Linked DNA regions of Zea mays: region 1 is linked to region 2. The links are chromatin contacts, called in public Hi-C maps. All regions are on one chromosome and are shown on one strand. Each heading gives the region's core, a stretch centred on a gene start, on an enhancer-like site or on the middle of the called end of the contact. The rest is flanking DNA. Distances are from core to core; before and after follow the strand shown. Region 1 holds the start of LOC100277115. Region 2 holds the start of LOC100280578.

The links. A called contact is a pair of places that touch in the nucleus more often than the background predicts.
Region 1: a contact with region 2 is called in a Hi-C map of leaf, with 4 times the contacts expected there. The contact joins the promoter of LOC100277115 here to the promoter of LOC100280578 in region 2. A contact is called at or near these places in 8 of 25 Hi-C or Micro-C datasets (bundle sheath, ear, endosperm and 4 more).

Annotation. Positions count from the first base shown.
Region 1 is chr9:25,957,321-25,964,503 of Zm-B73-REFERENCE-NAM-5.0, reverse strand. It overlaps LOC100277115, which reads right to left and starts at 3,373. Exons shown (of 15, transcript NM_001150775.2): 1 at 2,953-3,373; 2 at 1,746-1,883; 3 at 1,053-1,218; 4 at 509-617. The coding sequence starts at 3,235.
Region 2 is chr9:25,649,046-25,656,069 of Zm-B73-REFERENCE-NAM-5.0, reverse strand. LOC100280578 reads right to left here and starts at 5,302. Exons shown (of 3, transcript NM_001153497.2): 1 at 5,230-5,302; 2 at 4,901-5,137; 3 at 4,382-4,799. The coding sequence starts at 5,232. The coding sequence ends at 4,557. LOC100273963 (BBR/BPC transcription factor) reads left to right here. Exons shown (of 3, transcript NM_001148350.1): 2 at 1,509-1,630; 3 at 2,951-4,257. The coding sequence starts at 1,562. The coding sequence ends at 3,874.

The sequences.
Region 1 (7,183 bases), core at 2,124-4,623, 310 kb before region 2:
TGGATTTGATGGATACAGAGCTTTTACTATGTACTTAGATATATAGTATTGTCTCGATATATAGTAAAAGCAATATATCTATAAAAAACAAAACATCTTAGAATTTAGAACGAAGGCAGTAGTTCACATCAAGATGATTTTCCCCTGGAATTTGAAGTTATTGCATATTTCCAACTTCTGAAAATGTTACTTCCAGTAATATAAATCATAGTTTCTACGGAAAGAAAACTAGAATTTCCTAAAACACAAGAATAATATGTATAACTTATGAATGCAACAGAGAAACCATAACATTTTGCATGTTGACCAATCATCAAACCATGTGATGTCCTACTTAGGAGTCAAGTTATATCATTTTGGTGTGTTTGCATCGTGTAAAGAAGACATCAGAAAGTTCACTAACTGCTGTGTTTGCCATCATTGAAATAATGTAAAGTAGTTCAGAGTACAAAAAAAGAACATAGAAATTTGGCAAATGTCACATCTCCACATAAAAACTGTACAATACCTTGTTGAGATGCCCATTCTCTAATCTTTGTCTTTTAGTGGATTGGTAATTGCAATCGTTTGAGCTTATGGTACTTCTCTCTCTTATAACTCCCACTGACTTTTTATTCCTGAAAACAAACCAAACTGAGATTAAAATTAAGGTTTTCACGAACCTGATGATGAAGTATCTTTTAGTTAACTAAAAAAAGATAGATGCCACATATTTGGCATTCGATGAAAGCTAACTCAGTAGAAGATAATAGTAACAGAGGTTAAAGTTTTGGGACACTGAAATGAGAACAGAAAAAGGAAAAGGTGAAAAATAATGTGAAGACAAGATACTTGTGATTACAATATTGAAATATCCGGGTTCTAAACACACATATTTCACAACTAATGGTTAATCTAAACCAAACAATACATATAGTGCAAGTTGGTTAAATAAATGAGGAATTAAGTTACAAAGGTGGCTCACAAAATCAACCATCATAATGCTATTTCAAATTCTTTCATATTCAATCCACACAAACTTCACAAAATCCAGGAAGTTTAATTTTACTTACTGTGTCAAATTCTTTAACTGTGCCGGTCTGTTTTGCTTGGCTAATTGGCTGGCAGTAGGCTTCATCAGTGTGGAACCTCTCAAAGAATTGCCCTTCATGGTAGTTTGATAGTGAGAACGGCGTTCATTTTCTGATGCACCATTGCAAGCTTTTCGTCCTATTTTAACTGTAAAGAACCATAAATAATTTAAACTTCTAGAAGAAATCAATCAAAATATAGAAGCACACACCTGGTAAACAGGCAACAAGGAGAGGGTCCCTATGTGTAAGGAAAATGATTCAAGTGTTTGTTCGGTCCTTTTAGGTGTTTAAAATTATGTATATTGCCAAGCTAGATACAGGCATATTGTGACTTGTGAGGCATGTCAATTTGTAATCTAGCAAGCACATTTTCATCAATAAAAGGATTTATCTTGGTATCAACATGTTTTTCAAGACAGTTTGGAGTCTTTGTGGTTTCTGCTACTACGATTCCAATAACTCCCAAAAGTCAAACAATAGTGATAGAGTGGTGGAAGTGCAATGCTCAGAATTAACTGTAACACACAAACATGAACCAACGAAGCCCATACACACTTATTCAACCTCTTATTTAGTAAAATGCAATATAAATGAGAATCATCAAATCGATTAGCAGATTAGAAACGGAATAGTGAACTTCAGGTTCAATGCTAGAATTAAGATTTCCAATACCTTCAAGCTGACGGATTTTTGGTCCCATGCCACTAGAACATTCGTGAGAAGCTGTAGAACAATGCAGATCATCTGTATCTGCAATGCTTCTAATGGTTTGTAACCCAAGATCCTCAGCTAACATCTTAGCAATTAAGGCTGCAGAAACAAAAAAGATAAAAGGTTAGTGACATATTTACAAGCAATAGGAAGAAAAAATAAAGTAACATGTAAAACATTTTATGTACAAGGAATTCGTTAACAATTATCATTGCGAGTTTCCATGACTTTGCATTTCAATATCACTGTACTCAATCATGGAGAAAAAATAAGTCATTTTGAACTACTCTCTATAAGACGTAAGCATCACTGTTCTCCACATCAGACAGTGTTACCAAAAAATGGAAAGTAGCTATACTCATGAAACCACGTAAAAGTCCGATGTGGTGATACACTGCTCCCCCCTCAGCTATATCGTTTTTATCTGTAATATCTAAAGAGCTTCTTCCATTTTAACTAGCAGCCAACTTCTCAACCACATAACTGGCATCACTATGAAACTGATACGATAACAATAAGTGATATGACCACAGGCAAATATGATCCCCCGAGGTTTTTTTGTAGTCCGCATTCACTCTGTATCTTTTATTTCTTCTCGTGTCAAGGTAATACTCTGGTTCTGGACTTTTGGCGATCAAGCTCCTCTATATGTCTACACCGATTTAATAACTAGAAACTGGAGACCTCCATTCAAACATTTTAATCACGGAAACTAATCCCAGATGGGTCAAGTTTGACCATGATAGCCAAACATTGAGAAACAGTCAGCCTCTCACAAAATTCCTAACAGTCAATGAACTTAACATGGGGGCAAATTCAACACTGGACCAAAATGGCGCATGTCTATCCATTCTACCCTTGAATACATCACCCATAACGACTCCGTAACGATCATTTACGTGTTGGACAAAACGACTAATACTAAGAAGAACAAAAAAAAAACCTCGCGAAATGGCCCGTTTCCTAAATGCATCGAATCCACCCACTAAACCTACGCTAACACATATCGGAGGAGGAGTGCTGGAGCACCCCATTTGAAACGCAATAGTCGATCGCACTCGCACGGGACGACCCCCGTTCACGTATGACCCCGAATCGTCGTCCGACGCGCGCGAAGACACAAAGCTAGAACTAGAAATCGCGAGGCGAGGGAGAGGAGAGCACGCACGAGAGGGCGGGTAGCTGGGGGCGGAGGTGAACCACTCTTGCGCCGCAGCGGCATCCAGCGGCGCCTCCTCTTGGGCAAGGTCGAACCACCTGGGCGCGTCGAACTCATAGTCCAGGTCCACCTGGAACCACGTGACCTCCATGATCACCACCCCCTCGCTCCCGCGCCTGCCGTCATCTACGCCGCCCTCCTCCTCCTCCCCCTCTCCCACCCCGCCGCCGGCGGCGGGCGAGGACGGGGCGGAGGAGGCGGCGTCGCACATCTCCTCGTCGTCGCTGTCCATGCGGGGAGGACGGGGTACCTGCCTCTAGCGCCCGTCCGCGCCGGGACGGGCACGGCGGCGTCGGCGAGGTGTTTGAAGGCTGGCCTGGCCGGAGGATCGGTCGAAGGGAGAAGGGAAAGCCGAGGGAATTTGAAATGCGGAGGGTCGGCACGGGCCTCGGGTCTCGGCGTGCGCAGGATTTGACCTGGTGCAGGGTGAGCAATTTTACGCATAGTTCCCTGTAGTTTTCGTTTTTCTCGGTTGGGTCCACTTCGGCAGCCGGCGCAGGAGAATGCAGATTGCAGAGCAAAGCGCGTACGGTAGAATCGTGCACAGTACCTGCCGGTCAAGGAAACAAATGGCACCAGGCAAGGGTAGGTATTGGGAAGTTATTGATTTATGGTTGATTTGTTTTTTTTTTCCTTTGATACAATAATCAAACTTACCAACTACTATACGATGCCCGTTTGGTTCCTTTGATCTAGAAACTAAAGTTTAATTAGGAGACTAAAGTTTAGTCACTACTCTATTTGGTTCTAATAACTAAAAGTATTCAGAACGTATTGAATGAATCAAAAGAAAACAAAAATATGCCTTAGCATTCTCCGGTCATTAGTGCAGCTGAAATAACGTAGGGGTAAAAGTGGAATTAATATGATTTAGTTCCTTAGTCACCCCTTGAGAGACTAGAGGCCCGTTTGGTTACTTTAGTACAGGGACTAAAATTTATTTATGAGACTAAAGTTTATTCTCTACCATGTTTGGTTCTAAGGACTAATAGTATTCAAAACGCATTAAATGAATCATAAAAGGACTAAAATATCTATTATCATTCTCCCGCTATTAGCGCAACTTAAATAAAAGAGGGGCAAAAGGTGACATTTATATGGTTTAGTCCCTTTTAGTTACCACTTGAGAGACTAGAAATTAAAACAGTTTAGTCCCTATTTTAGTCCCGCCGTTTGCAATTTAGAGACTAAATAGAACTAAAATAGAGGAACTAATCTTTAGTCCCTCAAACTAAACGTGACCTAGAGACTAAAATAATTTAGTCCCTATTTAGTCTCGCCATTTGTCAATTTAGAGACTAAATGAGACTAAAATAAAGAGACTACTCTTTAGTCTGGCAAACCAAACCCTGCCTTATATCATATGGTCTGATTATATGGACAACAATTTTGTATAGTAGGTCTCTGGTATTTTTTCACATAATTAAGTAGTAGGAGTACATCTATTTTGCATATTACATGCTAAATCATATTATATGCACTTGTACAATTGTTACGTTTAGAAATATAGTAAAACTAATATTTATTTTTAGAAAAAAAACTGAAACACGTGATTTAGAATTAAAAGGAAGTAGCACTGTAGCAATGAATTGTGATAACCTGGTATGAACAGCTGAGGTTTTATTGAGACTGTCAACTCATGTTTTACCTAGCACCCAGCTAAGAACAACAATTAATTTGGTTAGCTGCTATTAGTCTCCGTTTGGTTAAACTTTAGTCACTTTAACTAAAATATTAAATAATGTGACTAAGGACTCGTTTGGTTTGAGGGACTAAAGATTAGTCTCTCTATTTTAAGGGGCGTTTGGTTAGAGGGACTAAAGATTAGTCTCTAATTTTTAGTCCCTTTTTGCCAAACATTAGGACTAAAATATGGACTAAAATGATTTAGTCTCTAGTCTTGCACATAGGTACTAAAAGAGACTAAATGCTCATAATTATCCCGTTATCCAAACCTATCCCTAGTCTCTCTCGCACGGTTGCACACAGTCTTCTAGTGTTCCAAGGGCATTTGAGTCTTCGGGCAGCTACTATTATGACTTTAGAATATGTTTAGTCCCTACAACCAAACATGTAGGGACTAAAGTTTAGTCCTAGGACTAATTGAAACCAAACAGGGCCTTAGTCTCATTTAGTCTCTAATTTGCCAAACGGTGGGACTAAAATAAGGGCTAAATTGTTTCAGTCTATAGTCCCTCAAGGGGTGACTAAAAGAGATTAAACCATATAAATTCCACTTTTTACTCCTCATTTATTTCAGTTGCACTAAGAGTGGAAGAATATTTAGGGGTATTTTGGTCATCTTATGATCCATTTAATACGTTTTAAATATTTTTTGTCCTTACAACAAACAAGGTAGGGACTAAACTTTAGTCTCTTAACTAAACTTTAGTCCTTGAACTAAAGAAACCAAACGGTCCCTAAGGCCATGTTTGTTTCTTTAGTCTAGGGACTAAAGTTTAGTTAGGGGACTAAAGTTTAGTCCCTAACATATTTGATTCTAGGGACTAAAATTAGTAATAATATACTAAATGACTCATAAGAAGATTAAAATGGTCTTTAACATTCTCCTGCTATTAGTACAATTGAACTAAATGAGGGGCAAATGTGAAATTAATATGATTTAGTCCCTTTTAGCCACATCTTGAGGGACTAGGGACTAAAGCGGTTTAATCCCTGTTTTAGTCCTACCGTTTGGCAATTTAGAAACTAAATGTGACTTAAATGGAGGGACTAATCTTTAGCCTCTCAAACCAAACAGACCTTAAAAGTCTCATCCAAAATTTTAGTCCTCTAGTTACCGAAAGGTAACTAAAAGTGACTAAAATAATATTTACTATATCTGCTCTCACCTTCCTTCATGTGCCCTATTGAATAGGGATGATATAATTAATGATTTTTAGTCATGTTTAGCCATTGGCAAAATAGGGTACTTTAGTGACTAAAGTTTAGCTAGATGACTAAAGAAATTAAACATGGCCTTAAGACATGTCTCTTTTCTCACATAAGTATATAATCTAGCTTATTTTATATAGATTATATAGTCTAGTTTAAATAATCGTATTAGATATGTTTATTTACACAGTTATATAATCTAGTTTAGATAATCATATTAGATTATATAATATAGTTTAAATAATTACAAAGAGCAAAAACAATGATCTAAAATAAGCATCTAAAGACCTACTTATGATTGATTGTTAGTCAGTTGATTGGATCTATAGCGGACCAAATTCGGCAGGTAATGCAAGTGGAAAGAATATCGGCCGACGTCGAGAAAATTTGACTGATGCCACTCATTAACTTGACCATCTAGAAAATGTCTCTAGTTAGTAAAGACATATAGAAAACACCCCTCATTAATGTAATTACTCTCGCATTTTAGCACCTCTTATATAGTTGGTCCTGTTTCTTTTTATTTTTAATCTGAAATTAACTTAAAAACGATATGGAACAAATACCAGGAATATGAGTTTTCTGCACAACAAAATCTAACTTTTTAAATTATGCATACGAGTATACTTTCTATTTCTTTACCATGACCAAAACTATTTTTTCCGGATTGCATCATACATGGGAACTTTAATATTTTTCTTGACGGTTTTAAATATCATAATTTTAGATTACAAATACTTGTCATTTTAAGTTAATTTCGTATTAGAAATAAAATGAAATAAGACCAAATAAACAATGTGTTATAATAAGAGAAGACTAGTGAAGGCATTTTTTTATCTGAAAAGTACGATGTGGCCCTTGCACTTGTTCTCGGCGTCGGACCCACGTCGTCGCGCCGGGCGCGTGGCCTTTGTCCATCTGGCAGCGGGCACGGGCGTAATTTCCCCGTCCCCTCCCCCGGGCAGGCTCCGCTGCCTCGGAAGGCGCGCGCAGGAATCCGATGCGACCAGGCAGGCAGGCACGCACAGCATGCGCGCTGCTTGTCGGCTTCTCTTCTTCCATTCCGTGGCGCTGCCCACTACAAAGTACAAACTCCTCCATCAGGTGTGCACTGTGCAGGCAGCGGTCGCACGCACCGAGATAGATGAGGTCCTGGGTGTCTCGAGGTGAGGTCGCCCCGCCCAGCACCACCACCGAACGCCATCGGTTTGGGACAAATTTTGCTCGGTTTCAAAAACTAGAATCCGATGGTACTGCTACACTCAGTCTCATACTACTACTTGTA
Region 2 (7,024 bases), core at 4,053-6,552:
TACGTCTTTCAGTTGCTCTTATTCATTTAGCCATGCTATGGACATGGTGTATGATCTACTTAGCCACTGGAATTCCTGGTGAACATTTGGAACAAGAACCCTTTTAGACATTGCATGCTGTTTTACTGTTGGGATTTGGGAGTACGCATTACATACCTCCTGTTGCAAAGTGTATGCAACTGATGTTAGGTACTTCCGTACTAGCATATTCTGCTTCAAAACTTTTGTGACCATCCAGATTGAGCATGGGTGGACCCAGCCTTAGGCCATATAGGACTAGGCCTACCCTATATTTTGGCCAAAATTGTTAATACCGGTTAGTTTTAGAAGGTCCAAACTAAAAATGCCCAACGTCTTTAAGTACTCCAGTCTGTAGACCATCCATCCCTTGACCTCGTGGTACCTTGTGCTTAGTCTCCACCAGGTTCAGATCACATCTTGGATAATACCATATTTGAATGTGAGATATTTTTGCTAGTCATGTCTAGGTTCAAATTTTGGGTCCTCCACTGATCGAGGTCATGTTTCAGATAATAGAGTTTTTGATCCAGTACATATTAATTCCAAACATGTTTTAATAGTATAGTATGTGCATTGGTTGATAAGACACTTGACTGTCTGGCAGGGTTGTCATGCCCCACACTGAACCATCTGTAAATGATTGAAAGCACATGGTGATTGTTTGACATTGCTTCAGCTGGAGAATTTTCTGTACTTTAGACCTGTGAAAGTTCAGATTCAGACTCGATATCTATAATGCTAGCTCATACAGCCATCGTTCACAAGTTAATGGCTTTGTTAACAGATGTTTGGTTAACCTTTATGCCATTAGTCTGAGTGTACACTTACCATATGTGGTCGATGCATGCATGGATCGCTTTTGCTGGCACTGCATCTGCATAAACCCAGTTGCTGTTTAGTTAGTTTTGTTGTGAATATGACGAGTGATATACACCTGGTGACATTTGGAACAAGCCCTTCTAGATAATGCTCACTATTTTACTATTGTGGGGAGTACACTATACATGCATTTGTTCATGCCTCCTGTCACTAAGAGTATACAACTGATGTCAGGGACTAGTATATTTTGTGTCTTTTTTTGCCGCAGTCCCATTGAACTCTTGATCCGGAGTCAATCCATAGCTATGATCTTCTATTTTTTGTAGTCATAACTCAATAATTAACATGATATAAATGTTTTCTCATTCACCCATTGATCTATACCATGCCATACCCACTGGTGATAGGTGGGCCTAGATCCATACACGTGTAGTTTCTTGTTTGCCCATATCCCCAATTTTGCTGTGGCCTTCTGTTCTCACAAATTTCCTTTTTTGAAGTTTGAACTTGCTACCTTTGAGATAATATGTTCTTTATTCCTTTGTGCATTTCCTATCGTCCTTGTTCCAGATTTTCTGGAGCTATAAACTTCCGACAAGATAATCTAGCTACGTTTTGGTTTGGAAAATTCTTTTTTGTCGTTAATTTTTGTTACTTGTATTTTGCAGGTGATCCACTGCTATCATTACTGCCCTATTTTGCTGGCTGCAGGCTTGTGATAATGGACAACCTTGGGCATAGAGAAAATGGCAGGCAAAGGCCTGAGCAATATAAAGCGCTTCATACTCAGGTTTGTGTAATTCGCCATCTAGAACTTATGCAGCATTTCAGAAAAACAGACTAAATGTGGCATTGGCATCTATTTCAACTGTTATCACTAAACACTACTGGATGTTTTGGTGCATTGAACCTTGATTTTGAGGATGTGTCCCAAACATTTCTATGAACAACCAAAAAGTGTAATGCCTTTTCTGCATAAAAGCATATAATTCTAACTTTATTTGATAGCTTATGGTCTGATTATACTAAAACAGAGGAAGATAAAGGATTAACGACTGGTCTAGCAGTTCATCTTTATTGACCTATTAACTAAGGTTAACAAGTCTAAGAGGTTTTTGGGAGGAGTCAAACACTACAGAATTATATAATTGAAATGTTCATATGTTGCATTTTTTACATAGGGAAGCTTGTTATGATGGTGCATTTTTGGTTGCTTTTATTGTTCTTTCTGTATAGCTAAGGGCTTGTTTGGATCCCAGGAGCTAAAGCAAAAGTGACTAAAGTTTAGTCACTTAGGAGCTAAACATCCAAATAGAAAGAGCTAAAAGTGACTAAATTGATACCTTTTATCATTTTAGTCACTTTTAGCTCTTCTTGTTTGGATCTTTAGCTCTTGGGATCCAAAAATGCCCTAATTATAGGCTCAGATTTCTTGTGAGTATGAGGTTGCATCTGGGCCAATGTATCCAGTTAGTTCTGTCATATCTTTGCTGACTATATCTGGTAAGTTGTTTTGCAAGTTACTGTGTCAAAATCTGTAATGCATTTGCTGTTCCTCATTTTGGAATGAATTATTAGAGATGCAATCATGCAACTACCTGTGCCTTAATATTGATGGAGGGAAGTCAGAACTTGCAAACACTGATCATGCATTTTCTCTCAGTCATGTGGATTAGGCTTGGTCTAGTAATAGTTTCTTTCTGCCAGTCATATTCTATTGTCTTTGGCTTCTTTTTTGTTGGGAGCGCCTTTATCATGAGCCACATTTATTGTAACAATGAATACACGTTGGGAGTGCCTTTTATCGTCTGCCCATTTATGTAACTAACAACGAATACTCAGCCTCGATAGTGTGAGTTTTTATATAATCTAAATTTTGAAGTTATTTTGTGACAAGCAGTAACACCTTTTTTTTGTTTCTTTCATAAAATGTTTGGTTTCTTGTGCTATGTATTACTGTGTAACAATTATTAGGACTAAATTTGCAGTGTGGAACTTTGAGTTAATTTCAACATGCATGACTATTGGTAACCTGCTAGCTATTTTTGTCTGATGCAAGCATATTTTCCCTAAAGATCATGGAGCTTATAATTTTTGTTCTGTGTTTCAGTGGATGATACCTCAAAGGCAGCTAAAAGACCATCAAAGTATGAATCTCCTGGCACTGATGAATGAGAAGGACAGTGCCATCCGAGAAAGGGACCATGCTCTCGCTGAGAAGAAAGCAGCTATAGCTGAGCGAGATATGGCATTCGCCCAGCGGGATGCTGCAATGGCTGAACGGAATGCTGCAATAGTGGAGAGGGACAACGCCCTAGCTGCACTCGAACTCGCCCGTACAAATGGGTTTAATATGAATAGTGGGAATGGATTTCACCAAGGACCTCCTCTCAATGGAACAAAGAACATCCATCACCATGACCATCTGTCTCATGTCCAAACATCCCCGCTGCAGCTGGCCAATTCTCCATATGACCATGTCAGGGAGATGCACATATCAGAAGCATACCCTATCGCAACAGCTCCCGCAAGTGTTGGGAAGGCTAAGAAGCCAAGGAAGAGCAATTCTCAAGCTTCTCCATCGAAGAGGCCATCAGGTGTACTCCGAAAAACCAAGAAAGCAACCAGCGACTGGAAGAATGCGGGGACTACTGGTGGAGCAGGAGATTCAGCCCGCGCTTCTGTGATGAAGAACGAGTGGAAGGACCAGGATCTCGGCCTGAACCAGGTGGTGTTCGACGAGTCAACCATGCCCGCGCCTGCCTGCTCATGCACAGGGGAGCTCCACCAATGCTACAAATGGGGCAGTGGTGGGTGGCAGTCGTCTTGCTGCACCATGAACATGTCCATGCACCCGCTCCCGGTGATGCCCAACAGGCGCCACGCTCGCATGGGGGGAAGGAAGATGAGCGGGGGCGCGTTCGCGAAGCTGCTCAGCCGGCTGGCAGCAGAAGGTCATGACCTCTCGACTCCGGTGGACCTCAAGGACCACTGGGCCAAGCATGGCACGAACCGGTACATCACCATCCGGTAGCCAGCCGGCGGCCACGTTGAAGCCTGAGCCTGGAAGGGGGGAGAGATCACACAAACGTCGCCTTGCCCTGCATCCCCTAAACCCTCTCTTTTGCTATGCTCTGTAATGCCATTGGTTTGTAGTGGATGGAGCACTTCTGCGTTCATGAAACCACAGCGTTGTAGGTTCTCCCCTCCATTGTGCTGGACTAGTAAACTGTGCTCGCGAGCTGGAGTGCTGAAGTCCGCGAGAATCCATGTGTAATTGTAGCTCAGAAGTATTCGTCGCGTGATAGCTGTACAGTTTGACATCTGGATTCGAGTCGAGTGGTGGTAGTTGAAGGTCTACTGTATATAGTTGGCTTCAGTATCATGGCCGCCGTTGATCTGAAGCCGACGTTCCAGAAATCCAGACAGATACACAAAAAAGGTGGTGTCTGCTGCTGAATTATTCGCAGAACTATAGTCTCTAGGATACCCAGAAACAGAACTCGCAAATCTGAAGTTGTTCAGAAATGAGAATCTAAAGTTTTTTTTAGAGCTCTACAACTACAAGTGTTTAGAGAGCTACAGATCCATGTTTCAAAATCAATCAAAAGTGTCCTCGCGAAATTACTCTCCTCATCCTGATTTCCATGAGTAATAATAGTAATTAATAAGGCCACGGGACAGGACTGCAGGAGCAGGTGGAAGGCAGTAGTAGTTCAGAGGGCTAGCGGGTTGGCGTGGATGGTGACGCGGTTGAGCCTGATCTCGGCGAGCGGCCTGTCCCCGGGGCCGGTCTGCGCCTTCTCCATGAGGTCGAGGACCTCGAAGCCGTGGATGACCTTGGCGAAGACGGTGTAGTGGCCGTTGAGGTGCGGCTGCTTGGCGTAGGTGATGAAGAACTGGCTGCCGTTGGTGTTGGGCCCGTTGTTGGCCATCGACATGATCCCCCGTGCGTTGTGCTGCACCACCCAGCAAAACAAAAATTCGTTTCGTCGTCAGACACAGAGCAGAGGGCAGAAAGACCCAACCAAATCATCAACCGAAAAGAAGACCAACCAACCTTGAGGGACTCCCTGAACTCGTCCGCGAACTTGGTGCCCCAGATGGAGGAGCCGCCCTTGCCGGAGCCGGTGGGGTCGCCGCCCTGGATCATGAAGCCCTTGATGTTTCGGTGGAACACGGTGCCGTCGTAGTAGCCGCTGGCGCAGAGGGCCAGGAAGTTCTCCGCCGTGCGGGGCACCTGGTCGCAGAACACCTCGCACTTGATGTCGCCCAGGTTCGTGTGCAGCGTCACCGACTGCCACAGCCATCCGCGCGTCGACGCCGTCAGTACGGGATACGAATAGGATAGGATAGCACACAGGTCGGGCGGCGGGAGAGAAGGCTCACCATGGCTACGGGCGGCGGGTGGGAGGACGCGCGCAGCAAGGCTGGTGAGTGGTGACTTGGTGAGCGGGACGCAGCGGGTGGGTGGGCGATGTGCTTCCGGTCTGTGCTGTGCGACCCTAAGCAATTTTCCAGGGAGAAGGCGTAGACGAATCTTCTGGAAGGCGGGTATGGGCCGTGTTGGTCCCACAGGCTGTTGGGCCACGCTTTAGTGGACCCGACTGAACCCTAAAAACTCAGCCAAACATTTGTGTAATTAAGTAGAATTCCCGAGTAATTATGCAGGCCGTATGAGTTATTTTCTCGGTTAAAATAATTCCTTTGCCGTTCATCTTATTTAAATACTAGGTCAGTATCGGTGTGTTGCAACGGGGACATATAATATCTCAATAACTTATATATGCACATATGTGTTATATAATTATGAGATAAAGGATGACATATATGAGCTGTCCGAGATGACATCGAAGAGAAACTCGGGCCTGTGACGCACGTGCACTCACCTAGTGTATTATATAAGATAGGTCAGTGTCCATGCATTGCATCTGGAACATATAATATCTCGATAACTTATATATACAAATATGTGTTATACGATTATGAGATGGATGACAATATCCACAAGCCATCCGGAATGATATCAAAGAGAAACTCAGGCCTGTAACGCACGGACACTCACCTGATAGTGTATTATATAAAATTTAACAAGAAGATTTAATGGCAAAAATTCAAAATCAATAAATATAAAATAAACATAAGCATAACTATCTATTTCATCTAGTTTTTTCCATAATACGATCAAGGTACTCTTGTATATTTCCAGGACTGTTAAATCGAAGTGTTCCTCTCGTATGTCAACAGATCAATAAATAAATTCCTACGCAGAGTCGCACCATCATGTAAAGAAATGTTATAAGTAATATTATCCTTAACTACAAATTACATATATGCTATTATTCTCACCATACTAAGTTGCGCTCTTAAACCACTGTCCCACCACTCCATAATGTGCAGAGCAAAATGACCAGTATTAAGACTGAAAAAGTTGCCAACTTTGTTATATTATGAAATTATAAACATAACATCTATATATATGACATAATAATTTTAAGTAATTACCCTTTTAATTCGATTGGAGCATCAGATCGAATTGAATGTCACCACATATAAATGTCATGTGACCATCCAATACGTTTGACACCGTATGTAACCTTATATTTCTTCGAAATAAGAAGAATAGTTTCCCAAAATCTTTTTAGTGGTATATCTTTGCACCATTCTGGAGTAGGTGTGAAATTAAACACAGACACAAATTTGTTTGCATGATTAATACGAAAAGTACATAGCCTGTAGAGTATCTCCATGGCATAAGAACCTGCAAACCATGAGACATTAGAATTATATGTTTGCACAATTTATTTAACTATATAGATCAAAGGAATTCTGACTTACAAATTTACAAAGTGTGATGTAATAATTCATTTGAGGCCAATTATTTTATGTTTTTATCAACTCTATCGCGCTAGGATCCTTATATGACTTCGCTTCTTCGTCAAAACCACACATTTCCTAGAGAAAACATAATAATATAATAGAGAAGTGCCCGTGCGTTGCAACGGAACATATAATACCATGATAACATATAATAACACGATAACTCATGTAAAAATATGTGTTATACCATTATAAGAAAATGTTTCGTAATCCATTTGTGATCCTAGTCATACATAAATTTTGTTATTTTAATTGTTATTTCACCACTATATTGCAATATCATACAAACTTCTATATATGACAG